Linked DNA regions of Mus musculus: region 2 is linked to region 1. Evidence: chromatin contacts called from public Hi-C data. All regions are on one chromosome and are shown on one strand. Each heading gives the region's core, a stretch centred on a gene start, on an enhancer-like site or on the middle of the called end of the contact. The rest is flanking DNA. Distances are from core to core; before and after follow the strand shown. Region 1 overlaps 1700012I11Rik (RIKEN cDNA 1700012I11 gene). Region 2 has its middle 200 kb from the start of 1700012I11Rik.

The links. Hi-C and Micro-C count contacts between places; a contact is called where the count stands out from the background.
Region 2: a Hi-C map of liver shows a contact between it and region 1, with 2.6 times the contacts expected there. The contact joins two enhancer-like sites. A contact is called at or near these places in 1 of 39 promoter capture datasets (liver), 1 of 15 datasets of contacts at CTCF or cohesin (CD8 T cells), 18 of 484 Hi-C or Micro-C datasets (the AML12 cell line, the C10 cell line, the C2C12 cell line and 10 more), 2 of 115 datasets of contacts at active chromatin or transcription factors (bone marrow-derived dendritic cells and liver) and 1 of 9 other capture datasets (adipose tissue).

The regions. Positions count from the first base shown.
Region 1 is chr15:67,341,248-67,347,818 of GRCm38.p6, forward strand. The region is part of intron 7 of 1700012I11Rik (RIKEN cDNA 1700012I11 gene); the gene reads left to right. Among named protein-coding and RNA genes, the nearest start is that of 1700012I11Rik, 120 kb to the left of the region's middle. Within about 2 kb of position 4,539, at least 53 of the 459 cell types and tissues checked have an H3K27ac peak or open chromatin away from gene starts, as enhancers often do. A contact at or near this core is called in liver, where this site is marked.
Region 2 is chr15:67,419,008-67,425,827 of GRCm38.p6, forward strand. No RefSeq gene overlaps it. Among named protein-coding and RNA genes, the nearest start is that of 1700012I11Rik, 200 kb to the left of the region's middle. Within about 2 kb of position 5,079, at least 14 of the 459 cell types and tissues checked have an H3K27ac peak or open chromatin away from gene starts, as enhancers often do. A contact at or near this core is called in liver, where this site is marked.

The DNA of each region.
Region 1 (6,571 bases), core at 3,289-5,788:
CCTTTAAATAAGTTAGCTATCTATGGTTTCTGTGTTATAGTAGCCTGAACAAATTAAGACAGTCACTATTTCCTGATTCAGTTAATAAGTGGGATTTTGGCCAGTTCCATTCTGTGCCTAACTTAACCTTTCTCACCTGCCTACACTTAATTGCCTTTCCCATTTCCCACCTCCACTTAGTGTTTTGTGTTTGAATTACTTGTTTACAGCTGCCTCCCCAGCTCTTGGGATCTGAGAGATGTTTGGAAAACAGAGAAATCTTACCAGCCTGGGCTCTCTGCTATTGAATTTCATCAAGCAGCTTTCTGAATATATGCAAGGCTTGGGTCATAGATTATAGACTGATTCTCACACCCCACCTCCACCTCCTCATCCCTTTTCCTTCTCTTACAGAGGTTGGATAGCCAAATATCTAATTTCCCAGATTTCCTTGTAGTCAATACTAGGTGAGCACTCATTGTTGGATTTCAGGAGCTAGCCTAAAATGCTTCTGTGAATGGAAGAGAAAAGTCTCAAGAAAACCACGTGTCTTTTTGTTCTGCCTCTTCTGCTGTTTGTAATGTTGATATTCTGCACACAGTGTGTACACAGAAGCCACCTTGTTGCCACCAGGTCCTAAGTAGAACAAGGAAAGCCCATATAGTGGGATGTCATTGCTTGGAAGTCTGGGGCCCTCCTGGCATCCTAGAGCTTTTACTCTGGTCTTCTGCTACTCACCACTGGGATACTGATATTGGGACATAGATAAATTCTGCTTGTTTTCACCACTCTGGTCAGGTTTCTGCTGTGTGTGGTGGGTCCCATATGTAAATGGGACTCTGTGAAAGGATGAGGGACCTTGTGATAAAGGATGTCAGGAGGGCATCAGCCTGAATTTGGACCAAGTCAAAAACTAATATTCATAGTGTCTAAGGATTTGTAGAAACTCAGAGAAGGAGATGGCTTGCTAAAGCAAGCACAATTGAACACTGGCAACATCGACCCACATTCCTCACAGTGCCCCAGTTCCTTTTACAAACATGTTGCAATGTACTGTGCATACAGAAAGTATTAATTTCCTTACTTAGTTAAATAATAATAGCAGAAATGAAGTAAGTGCTGGTGTGTGCGGCTATAATATGATCAAATATGTCCCAAGATAGTTTATACAAATGCAGCATCGGTTCCCTTTCTGCCCTGTGTAGTGTTAGGAGTACTTAGACATCACAGGCATTATTGATTCTTAGCTCAGCACAAATACAGATGGGATGTGTCACCCTCTAAGGAAATGTCATTTGAGAAAATAGATCAATACAGTTAAGTATTCACATTAAAGGAATCCACACTAATGTGCTGGAATAATTGTTCATTGCAAGCAAACGAATATAAAGAGGTTACATAGCTTGGTACAAGAGTACCAGGCTCTGAGATAGTCCTTCATTTGAGTCTCTTCTATAGAGACTCTTCATACACTAATTCTATAAAGAATAAAGACATAATGATGTTGATTTAACCTTGCTGCATAGTTGTTTTTTTTTTTTTTTGAACCACTTAAAAGGGAAAAGAGAAGACAAAATTCTCTGAACACTACTAGACCACCGATATTATACAAATATATAATATTAAGATAATAGTTATGGAAGTTTTCACATAAGATGAAAGAGGAAATGCTCTGAAGATCCAATGTATGTGGTCAGGAAATTTTCATGAACAGGGTGCTACTAGGTGAAGAACATTTGACTTGGGAAAATATCCTTCTTGGCAAGCAAAGTGCAGGATCTATCCATCTTCATCCCTGGGAACACTCCTTTGGGATTTTGCCTGAAAGAGATCATGACATTGTTCAGGAAGTGTCTTTATTCTAGGGGCAAATAAAGAATTCTCTCAAAAAGGGTATAGAAGGACATCAGGACATCATGTTATCACCAGGGAATGGTCTGGTGGCAGAGCTTTTTCAAATAGAATCCTCTCATCTCAGCCCTGAGAGGTGAGGCTATTGTTGACAATGGAATTGTGGCTGTCACCATCATGAGGACATAAACCACCGCTGTAAACTTGGTGGTGTCCAGGACATAGTACATACCCAACAGACATTTATAGAGCTACAGATTAGAGGCAACATTGATGACTGTGCTAAGAACTTGAACTAGAACTTGTGTTCTGTCCCTTTCCTGTAATTTGTAAGTTTTGTGTCCTTGGCCATGTGGCCTCCCTCTCAGGGTGCTGGTACTTTGGACTTGGCTCTGAGCCACAGGAAGAACCAAAAAAAAATGCAACAAATCTCCTCACCTCACATTCCAAGTTCAAATAGCTGTGATATCATAGTATGTTCTTTACTGTAATAGCAAGCATTGCTCTGAGGCATCCATCCTTGTAGTAGGAGCTGGAGTAGGGAAGAAGACCTTAAATTGAGCAAATCATTAGATGCTGAACATACACCCTCCCATCCTGCCTGCTAGCTTTCTAAAGGGGTGTCTACAGCCAGAGCTCCTCTGGGAAGGGAGCAAGGGCAGAGTTCTTTCAGTTGAGTCCCTAGGAAACTGAGCATGGATCCCTCCTGATGTATAAAAATCTGCATGGAGAAAGAAGATGGGATGCAGCCATACTGGGTATATTACAGATAGCAACTGAAAAATGGCAGTCCCCAGGCAACCTATCTGGCCTAAGTAGGCCCCGAAAATTCCTGACTCTCCCATGGCCACTCTATATTATTAAGGGAGGGCTGGACATGAGCATGAACCACCAAGGGACATTAGATAATTATTCTCCTGGCTCTCAGTTTTTTTTTGGGGGGGGGAATAGATGCCAGGAGATTCTAGAAGAAAGGATGAGTGCAGATTGAGTGAGACTCGTCTGCCACAGAGGCCATCAAAAGACCCAGAAAATACAAAGTTGGGACATTAATCTAATTTTTACTGACACTGGGTGCTGCATTTGTTAAAAACAATAGCCACCACCACCACCACCATCATCACCACCACCACAAAATGTCTGTTAAATAAAGAAGCAAATTCTAGTCTTTGCCAATTCTCAAGGTGGCTGAGAATTAAAAATACAGCAGAGAATATTAACACTTCAGAGACATAAAAGAGTGAACTGGCTGGCACACACATATGAAGATATGGTAGTGTGACAGAAGGCCGCATAAAATCTGATTGTTAGATTTTCAGGAATTTTGCAAACTGCAATTGATATTGACATTCTGGCAACCATGTCAGGTCAACATCAGCCTTCAAGTAAGGTATGGCCACAGCTACTTCATGATGCTTGACATTTTAAGTGATGATCATCTGTAGAGTGACCTGTCATGTGCGGGGAGCATTTTGAGCAAGCTGTTCACTAGCCAGAGTGCGTGGACTACTCAGAACTGAATCTCACTACTCAGTCTTAGAGTGGGAAAGAGAGTTGTTTTTGGGGGGGGTGGTCAAAACAGGGATTCTCTGTGTAGCCCTGGGTGTCCTGGACCTCACTCTGCAGATCAGGCTGGCCTTGAACTCAGAAATCTGCCTGCCTCTGCCTCCCAAGCACTGGAATTAAAGGTGTATGCTGCCACTGCCAGGAAGAAAGAGAGGGTTTAACACACCAAGGGGATACCAGGGTTAGGTTTAAGTGAAACCCTTCTGGCTCTAGAGCCCAGAGCCTGTAAACAATGCCTTGGAGCATTCTTAGAGAGGTGCAGGACAGATTTGGGAAGAGCTCCCTCTCTCCTTCCATGAACAGAGAAGTAGAAAAGTGTCATAGAAACTGCCTGGATTTCATGTTGTACAATTCAAAATATAACCCTGAAGTGGAAACTTCTTTGGAAAGTTAGTTATAGCAGATGATGATTTGCTGGGGCACACAGGTGAAAGGATGTCTTGCTAAAGCAAACAAGTGAGAGAGTATTTTCATGAAGCAGGCACAAGTGAAAAGATGTTTAGCTATCACAAACACATGGAAACTTGATGAAAGAGTATAAATGTGACCTCCACAGACAGTGAGAAATGAGCACTGAGCATTGGTTTAATTTGTTCCACTTGCTATTCTTTGCTAAAGACATCCGTGTATTGGTTCATCTTACATAGGATTGTTGAGCTCAACTTGTGATAACTTTGACATTGAGGGAAGCTCCTAAGAACTGCTCAAGAGGTTCCTGTGGCAGCTTGCCACTTCAGCGGCCGAACCTCAGGCTGATTGGTGAGCCTGGTAGTTCCTCCAGGATTGAACTACAGTTTCCTGGTGTCTGCTTGCTGAAAGGACTGGACTGTAGCTGCTGGCTTGTGCCTTGGTGTCTGCCCGCCTAGAGGACGGGTCTGCAGCTGCTAAGTCATATTTGGTGTTTGCTGTGGGACTGAACTGCTGTCCAAGAAGATCAGGCTCACCCCCAAAGAACTACTGCTGAACAGTGACACTTCCTCCATATCCTAATAACTGTTTTCTTCCACAGCCTCTGCTGGGTGGTAGGATAGGGGAAGTAAAAGTAGGCTGAAAAAAAAAATTATGCCTACATAGCCCTAAGTCAGCCCCTAAGCAATACGGTGTGTTTGCACAATCAATTTGACCTTTCTGATTCTCCATGCTCTCATTTGTGAAATGCAATGAAAACAAGGCTCACCTCTCAGAGCAGCCAGCCATGAAACTCACTACAGATTGAGAAAATAAAACTCGCTAGCAAGGTATCTTCAGGAAGTTGGGGCTCCAAGTCTCCTCTGCTGACAAAGTCTGCTTCCTGTGAAGGTGCAATAGTTTACTGAAGAACCAAATGATACTCTAGACAGCACCTAGTCTGAAGAATATGAGGGAAGTGGAATTCAGGACAGGGGACAGAGCAGGGTTCTCTCAAGTTCACATTGAATTATATCCCCAGTTATGCTGAGAATAGCTCTTGTAGGTTCTCTATCCTATCTGGGCTCCTGTATGTTACTTTTACTCTTAATGCCTATACATGACTCCACAGTTACTTCTAAAAACTTCCAGAAGGGCCCAACAGTCTTCCATGGACCCATCCTTCCTCCATCTTTTTCCCTCTTCTACCTGAGTACATGTTTCAGTACATGCCACAGACCACAGCTCTCTAGCTATATCCTTGCATTCAGTATAATGCCTGGCTCTAGGTGCCTGGTCAGATGCCTGGGTGTGTATCTCTCTCTCTCTCTCTCTCTCTCTCTCTCTCTCCATATATATATATACCATCTACTGTCTAGCTATCATCTAGATATCATCTGTCTGTCTATTTGTATGCATGTGTACAAGTATCCCATCACATGAGTATGAAGGTCAGAAGACAACTTATGGGAGTCAGTTTTATTCTTCCATAATGTGGGTTGTAGCTCAAGGCTCATGGCTCTTCTATGCCTACTTTGTTTCTGCTTTGCATCTGTCAGTCATACTGGAAAAAGTTCTGGTGCTTAGAGTGAGCATCTAGGTCTTAGAGGCTCAGGGTTTTGAGGTGGGTTAATTCTAAGCCACATCATCTCTGCCTATTAAGCTGCATGGTGCTTATTCATCTGGAATTTGACCTTTATTTGCTAATCAGAATAAATACAAGCACATGCACATTTTTCATGAGGAATGGCCTAACCCATTGCAGACTTTGTTATTGCTACTGTTATTATTTTGAGTATGATGTTTTATGAAAGAGTTTTCACGGTGTAATTTTGTCTATCCTTAAACTGTGCCTATAAAGAATTTGGGTCAATTATGATTTTTATGCCTCCTATATTCATATTACAAGAAGGTAGAAGCAGTCTGTCTTTCAGATATTATTTTTACCTAGTGTGACTTGCATATTTTTGCTTCTCAATTTTTATAGCACAGATTGAGCCCTTGAGATCCCTTCTCTGTGAGGCACTGGCAAAGCTGTCATTATTGCTATCTGGCTAGTATCATTTCACAGGAGGTCTTGATAGTTTATTTAAAGGAAACTCCAAGGCCAAGTTCTATGATTCTACAGAAGCTTATTGTTACCAGTGGTGTGCTAGTTAGTTTTATGAAACCTGGCAAAATCTATTTGCCATCTGGGAAGAGGATACCCTGATTGATAAAATATCCACAACAAATTTATCTGTGAGCAAGCCTGCAATGCATTTTCTTTTCTTTTCTAATTAGATATTTTCTTCATTTACATTTCCAATGCTATCCCAAAAGTCCCCTCATACCCCACCCCCCCACTGCTCTCTCCCCCATCTCCCACTTCTTGGCCCTGGCGTTCCCCTGTACTGAGGCTTATAAAGTTTGCAAGACTGATGGGCCTCTCTTTCCAATGATGGCCGACTAGGCCATATTCTGATACATATGTATCTAGCAACACTAGCTCTGGGAGATGGGGGGTACTGGTTAGTTCATATTGTTGTTCCACCTATAGGGTTGCAGACCCTTTTAGCTCACTGGGTACTTTCTCCAGCTCCTCTATTGGGGGCCCTGTGATCCAGACAATAGCTGGCTGTGAGCATCCACTTCTGTGTTTGCCAGGCCCCGGCATAGTCTCATAAGAAACAGCCATATCTGGGTCCTTTCAGCAAAGTCTTGCTAGTGTATGCAATGGTGTCAGCATTTGGAAGCTGAATATGGGATGGATCCCCAGATATGGCAGTCTCTAGATGGTCCATCTTTT
Region 2 (6,820 bases), core at 3,829-6,328, 78 kb after region 1:
ACAAGGCAGCCCAGTTAGAGAAGGAGATCCAAAGGCAGGCAACAGAGACAGAGACATAGACAGCTTCCACTCCAATTGTTATGGGACTGACATGAAGACCAAGCTGCACATCTGCCACATATGTGTAGAGGATCTAGGTCTAGCCCTCGCATGCTCTTTGGTAGTGGTTTAGTCTCTCTGAGCCCCCATAGACCTAGATTACTTGACTGTATAGGTCTTGGGTGTCCTTGACCCCTTTAGCTCCCTCAATCCTTCCCCAAATTGACTCTTCTACAAGACTTTAAGGAGACCTAAATGATATATCTCTGGGCTATGGTAACCAAAATTTGACTCCAAAAGAAACTCTTATTCCATTTGGGGTGAGAGTTGGGTTTGTTAGGGTTTTGTTGCTGTTTTATGTTTACATCAATGCTAAAGTGGGGAGCCAGTGAGAAGTGGTTAATAGGAGGCCTTGAACTAGTAGTCAGAGAGACCAGGATCAAATACCTGCCTGCTGATTTCTCCAGGCTCAGGTCAACCATTCTACTTATGACTCTTTTTCTGACTCCCTTCATTGAGAGAAAAACTTAACCCCTCAGATCTCTGCTCCAAGAGTACTTGTCAGAGATTGTGCAATCCCTCCTTCAAATCCCCCTGTATCACTGTCTGTCCTCTGAATGTGTCTGTTTTTACCACTTAACTCAGAGACTTGCTGATTTGTTTATTGTCCATCTTTCCTAATGGCTGCACAAGCTCTCTGTGGTCAGTGGTATCACATGGTGTTATTCGCTGATGTCCCTTCACATTTTAGTATAGCATTGGGGACAGACCAGGTACATAAGACACATTTCTTGAAAAGCCACTGCTATAAGTATCTTCATTTCTTTCTGTGGGTATGGAACATGAACATCTGGGATCATTGCCAAGGCAGTTTTACTAAATGCAGGGTAGCATCAGTGTATGACTGTGATGCAGTTCAGATCAGTTGGCAGATTTATACTCAGGGCAGAACTTCTGGAAGGACTCTTCTTCTGGAAGACTCTATCAAAGGCTGTAAGAAGGGCTGCCCACTTTCCAGGTCTAAGAGCAGATTAGTCACTTGGGGAAACTTAGGAAACACACAGCTGTCCAGGCTCTGCTGTGATCACTCTGACCAGAGCTTGAGAACTGGAGTGCTTTCAATATGGCAGCAGCCTTGGCATCTCACTTGCTAGAGTTGGGAAAGTGGCAGTTCCAGAGAGAGTTGTCGGGAAGCAAGGATTCATGAGAAAATTTCACCATTACTCTAAGGAATGCACATTTCCTGTGTGAATTCTCTGTTACCCATAATGACATCTTAATTCTAAGTGATGCAAGGGGAGTGCAGAACAAACCGACACAAACCTGAGAGACCTGCTGGCAAGGAACAGGCAACTTGGTCAGCTTAAAAGCCTTGTCTAGCCATACCTACAGCCTTCAAGGTTCAGTTCTGCAGATAAGGACTGTAATGTAATAGTCCTTCTAACAGATAGACTTCTGTTTCTAAGCCTGGCATTTCTGGGAAATTAGGTTGTGCAAGCTTGCAATATGGTTTGTATATCTGAGTGTTTAACCGTTTCACTATTACATCTGGAGCTTTAATAGTGTACACCTAATAAGCAAACAAGTGGCCTCTTTCTTACACTTCCTTTTATGAACAAAATGTTTGCATAACTGTGGATCCCCTGCAGTGCAGAATGCTGGGGCCAACAATTAAATCCATAGGACAAACAAACCAAAATGATTACATATTTACAAAAACAAGTGTATGTGTAAGTACCTAGGCTGATACTTTCTATAGTAATTACCAATACTGGTGTTGTCCAACACCATTAATCACGCTTAAATTTAATGAAAACTGAATTGCAAGTTTAGTTTAGCAGTTGACGAGACTCATTTCTGAGGCTCAGTAGCCACTCAGGTCTGGCAGCCACAGTGTTGAGACAGGCGTAGAAAATGCGTTTTACAGACACATCTATGGAACAGCTGGGAATTTACTAGAAGTGTTTTTACGGGGCTTGGCAAGCTCTTGGAAACTGACAACCTGTGAACGGTGAACTTTTCCCTGAAAGGGCAAAATAAATGTAAAGTCCCAGTGGGAGTTTTGGTAGCTTTTTGTCATCTTGGATGTTTACAAAGGAACTGTCATTTACTAACAGAAAATCATCAATATGTGGACTAGCTAGTTAAAGTGGCTGTATGTGGAATTTGGAATTTGGAAGGTCGTCTCCTGGGCATGACAGATCTTTGCCACCTTTCTGGTGATGACAGCCATGCCTTTCACTGATTCTGCTCCTTTACCAGGGCAGAGAGAAAAGATGGGACATGGTTATATTTTAAGATTAGCATCTGCATTATAATGCTCAAAGAAAAGAAACCATTTTGATTGCCAACCTGAAAGAGTCTAGACTTACCTATCAAACAAACCTCTGGGTTTATACGTGAAGGTTTAGATTGGGTTAATTTACATGAGAATGCCTACCCCTTTTTGTGGGTGACACCAGTATATGGGTTGTCATTCCAAACTGAATACAAAGGAGAAAGTAAGATGAACATTTGTATCTCTTTGCCTTCTGACCTGGAATAGAGTGGGAACATCTGCCTCATAGTCCTGCTGTCACAACCTCCCCAATATGATGGACAGGAGTCTCAAACTGTAAACAGAATTAAAGCCTTGCTTCCTGATGTTGATTTTGTCACAATAGTAAACTAACTAATGAGAGTATTGAATGTGAGTATGAACTTGTTCACCTCTCCTTCCTTTAGCAAAGACAATCTGGCTTCTACAAAGGCAGGAACTATATTGTAACCTTAACCTTGGTGTTCCTCCGGGATGGTTGCTTGTGTGGTTTTACACCAATTATTTTACCTCTCTGAATTCCAGTTATCTAGCGAGATGGGGTCATAATGCCTAGGAAATCTGTTTAAATAATGATAGGAGATGTGTATGGAGAGATGGACTGAGGCTGTACCTTCCCCCACCCTTACCCGACATCATCATCCAATGCATCGTAGTCCCACACTCATTCCCTTCCTCCCTCCATAACTTTCATTTTTACGGCATGGCTGAAAGGAATGTAATTTGATCAAAATAATTCTCTTTAAAGGCTCCAAGATGAATACAGCTCAAAAGGTTTGGAAAGAAGAGGCTGGATTATCCTAATCATGTCTCATTATGGCAAATTTCAGTCACTTAATAACACCAGACCCTCTGGTGGCGTAGAGAGGAAGACATGCATTTTCGAGTTGTTGGCTGATGATGTGGGGTTGGCTTCTGGTTCTCTGGCCTCTGTCTTCCCATTCAGCTCTTTGCCTCAGAAGCCCCTTCCACCCTTAGGTCCTGAACCCTCTAAATTGAAGTCAGGCCTCCAAACTCTGAAAAGGGGGTCGCATTTCTTCTTTTCCTCCTCCGTGTAGGTAAGGGCATTCTTCGACTTGGAGATTCAATGCTATGCTATATGCCCTACCCCTGGACAAGGAGCTCCCCCTGCAAGATATTCTGTATAGACAGAGGCCAATATTCCAGCATCCATGTCAGTCTTTAGGAATTTCCTCCCTTTCAATAATCCCTGGGTAGTCTCTCATTACCTTTTGGATCTGGTCCAAAGGTTCTTTTTAATTATGAATCCGACTATTTGTCTCCATTTCATCTCTCTGGAAGTGGCATGCCGTTTCTCTCTGACTAGGAGGCAGCAACTTAGCACGTCTAACATTTCTTCAGTCTTTGACAGCCACGCCTGAGACCTTGAGGCAAGAAAAACCAGGCTGAAATCGAGAAGAGCAATTGTTTTGTAATGGGGAGGATGAAGGACAAATGAATGCTCTACTTCTGCAATGTGTGTGCATGTGTATATATCAGCTGGGGCTGAATGAGTTCAATTTAATCCTTTTCAAACACACAGTGAGCATCTCCTGGGATAGGGGCATGCTTACTTTATAGCTTATAGACATGTATCATGTGCAGAAGAAGTCAAAGTTTGGTTGGTCAAGAAAAATATGAAATCAGTTTTATTTAACTTAAAAATGAAAGTGTGTGTACGTGCATGCACACACACATGTGTTGATGTACATTAACAGATGTTAGGTGGGATTTACTGAAAGGATACTAGAACAGTCTTAAAAAAATATTCAGGAATACCATAGACCCATAGACATAGGATGGGGCCTTTGGGATTTTATCAGTCAAATTATAGTAGGGTAAAACAATGTCATTTTAGACTTCCAAACATAACACATTGAATATAGAGAAGTTACTCTCTAACCTGGGAAATGATGAGAATTCAAACAGTGGTTACAAACATTCCAGGACAACAATAGCAAAAAGCTTACAATGGCCAAGGATGCATGGAAGATGTGATGAGTAATGCTCAAATTAAGAAGAGGGCTCAGTACTAAAAGCCAGAACTAGAATTAGGAACAATGAGGTGGGATGCTTATTTTTGAACTGAACTGAAGCTAGTGGCTGAGACCAAACAATTGCTGAAGATACCAGAGGAAAACGAAATGATGTGAAGGGGTCCCTGGATTTTTTCTCTTTTTTTGCCATTGTCTTCTATCCATGTTTTGCATTGGCTAGGACATGCCATTCCCTGTACAGCCAGTAGAGAAGAATGAAGGATTTTCGAGGAATCAGGCAGAGTTATGAGCCCTTGCCATCAAGATTCAAGAACATTATTCTAGTGCAACTCAGCCCAGTTATCTGTGGTCCCTGGCTTTTTCTCTTCCAAGTTCAAGTTAGGAATGTGATAGCCATGGCTTGATTTGGGTGATCTCTTTGGATGTCTGGCTATGAGCAAGCTCATAGTACATGATGATCAAGGCGTCACACTAGCTGCAGTCTGGGTTTAAATCATGGATGTGTCTCTCATTGGCTGAGTGATTTTGGAAAGAAAATTTGGCCACAGCATTGTTTTTCCAATGAAGGAGATAACCCTGTTCTTCTCACAGTTCTCTTAGACCTGTGGTAAGGCCACCCTCCTCCCACAAACTCCCCACATATATACCGACATCAACCTGGTCAGAATTGTTTACTTTAAGCAATCCTGTGGTGTCCTTGTGTATGCCATGACCTAGTTCCTGTCAGGTCAGTAGCATTTCCCCATCACATAAATAAGCCTGCTGTAATACAAAAGTGCAGTGACCAGCGTGACACAGAAAGTAGGATTAAAATTTAATCCATGAATCTCCACGTGGGGCTAGGGTGGTGATGCAATACTCATTCATGTGAAGGGAAAGTAAGTGTTCCCCTCCTTCTGAGCATGCAGCAGAGCCATCTAAACACTGTATCAGGAAATATGGTATATCTAGATATCACAGTTTGGGCAGGAGTAGTGGTTAGGAAAGGAACTGAAAGATCCTTAAGTAGCCCTAGAGAAATGACCACACTCCCTTTGGAAAGCTGGTACTGGTCTATAGGAAGTCCTTACATGTTAATGAGAAGAGATTGAAGGAGATCTGGGTGCTCTATAGACCCTGGTCTTAGGGGAGGGCTTTGTATGGGCTTTACTATTAGATGGAAAACACTTAGCCTTGTTTCTATTCTTCAACATATCCCACATGGTGAAGGTGTTTTCTCTTTCTGGGGTCTTCAACTTCTTTAATTAATTTTTCTTTGCCTCTGTTTATCATAATCACTTATCTACGTACTTGGCTTTGGATTGCTTTGGGTTGATGCTTTGATTCATTTCTTTTCGCTTTTCTTGCCTCTTTTGTCTTCTTGTCATCGTCTTTAAGCAATCTGGTACAACTATCCATCTACATTGCATTGTAATAGATGACGTTTGGAATCTAGCAATGATTAAAGTGTACAGAAGGCTATCTGTTGGTTATATGCAAACTTCACACAGTTATGTAAAAAGAGCTTGAATACCTAGAGACTTTGCTCTTCATGGGAGTTTTCTAGAATCAGTTCTTCTTGAACACTGAAAAATCCTAGTATATGCATATGTCTTCACAAGGCTGTCCTTCAAGTATGCCTGTCTCATCCAATGGAATTATCTTTTTTTACATATCTTTGTTCAAATTTCCATCATTTGCTAAAAACAATGCCAAAAGTCACTCTCTTAAGACTCATGTGGAACCCATGATAATCAAATCCTAATGATTACACTTTCTAAGCCACTATTTTCAAATACATCTTATTCACAGATATGTGTAAATATGACTTGTTAGCTGACACAGTTCAACCCACAGGACCTACTATTATGCACTCAGCATTGCTAACCTGTTACTGGTGTTACCTCTATGAACTCCTTTCTTCAAGGCACCCTCAAACCATGGGGACCAGCAAAGAAAGTCTTTCTTTATACCTGGCCTTCAGACTTATAGCCTTTGTCTCCCTCTTCCCTGTAGAGTTAAACATTTCTCATTTTTTAAAAAATATTATTTTAATCAGTACAACATGTATATGTCTAATCTCCAGGGAATAGAAATTTAGCTCCGTGGCATATCTATGCAAACGTCTGCCAGAACGAGGCTGATCTGCTAGCTCAGGATTTAATAATAATAAATGGGGAAGAGAATTAAATTAGAGAGAACAAGAATAATCACCCGTCTCAGGTTCTCTTGGAAAAAAAAATTCAATCGCTTTCTGGGGAATCCTTACTCTTCACGGTTCCAGCACTCAACTCAATTTTCTCTCTGAAAACTAGTAGATTCAAGCGCCTTCCTGGAAAAAAAAACTGAATTAAAGCTATGCTGGAAAACTTTCAAGGACCCAAGAGAGCACAATCCAGCCTTGCTGGCTACCAGGTCTCTGTCCCAAGCATTCGACCTTGCCCTGTGGTGTGAATGCAGATAGAAATAATACACAGGGAAACAACCT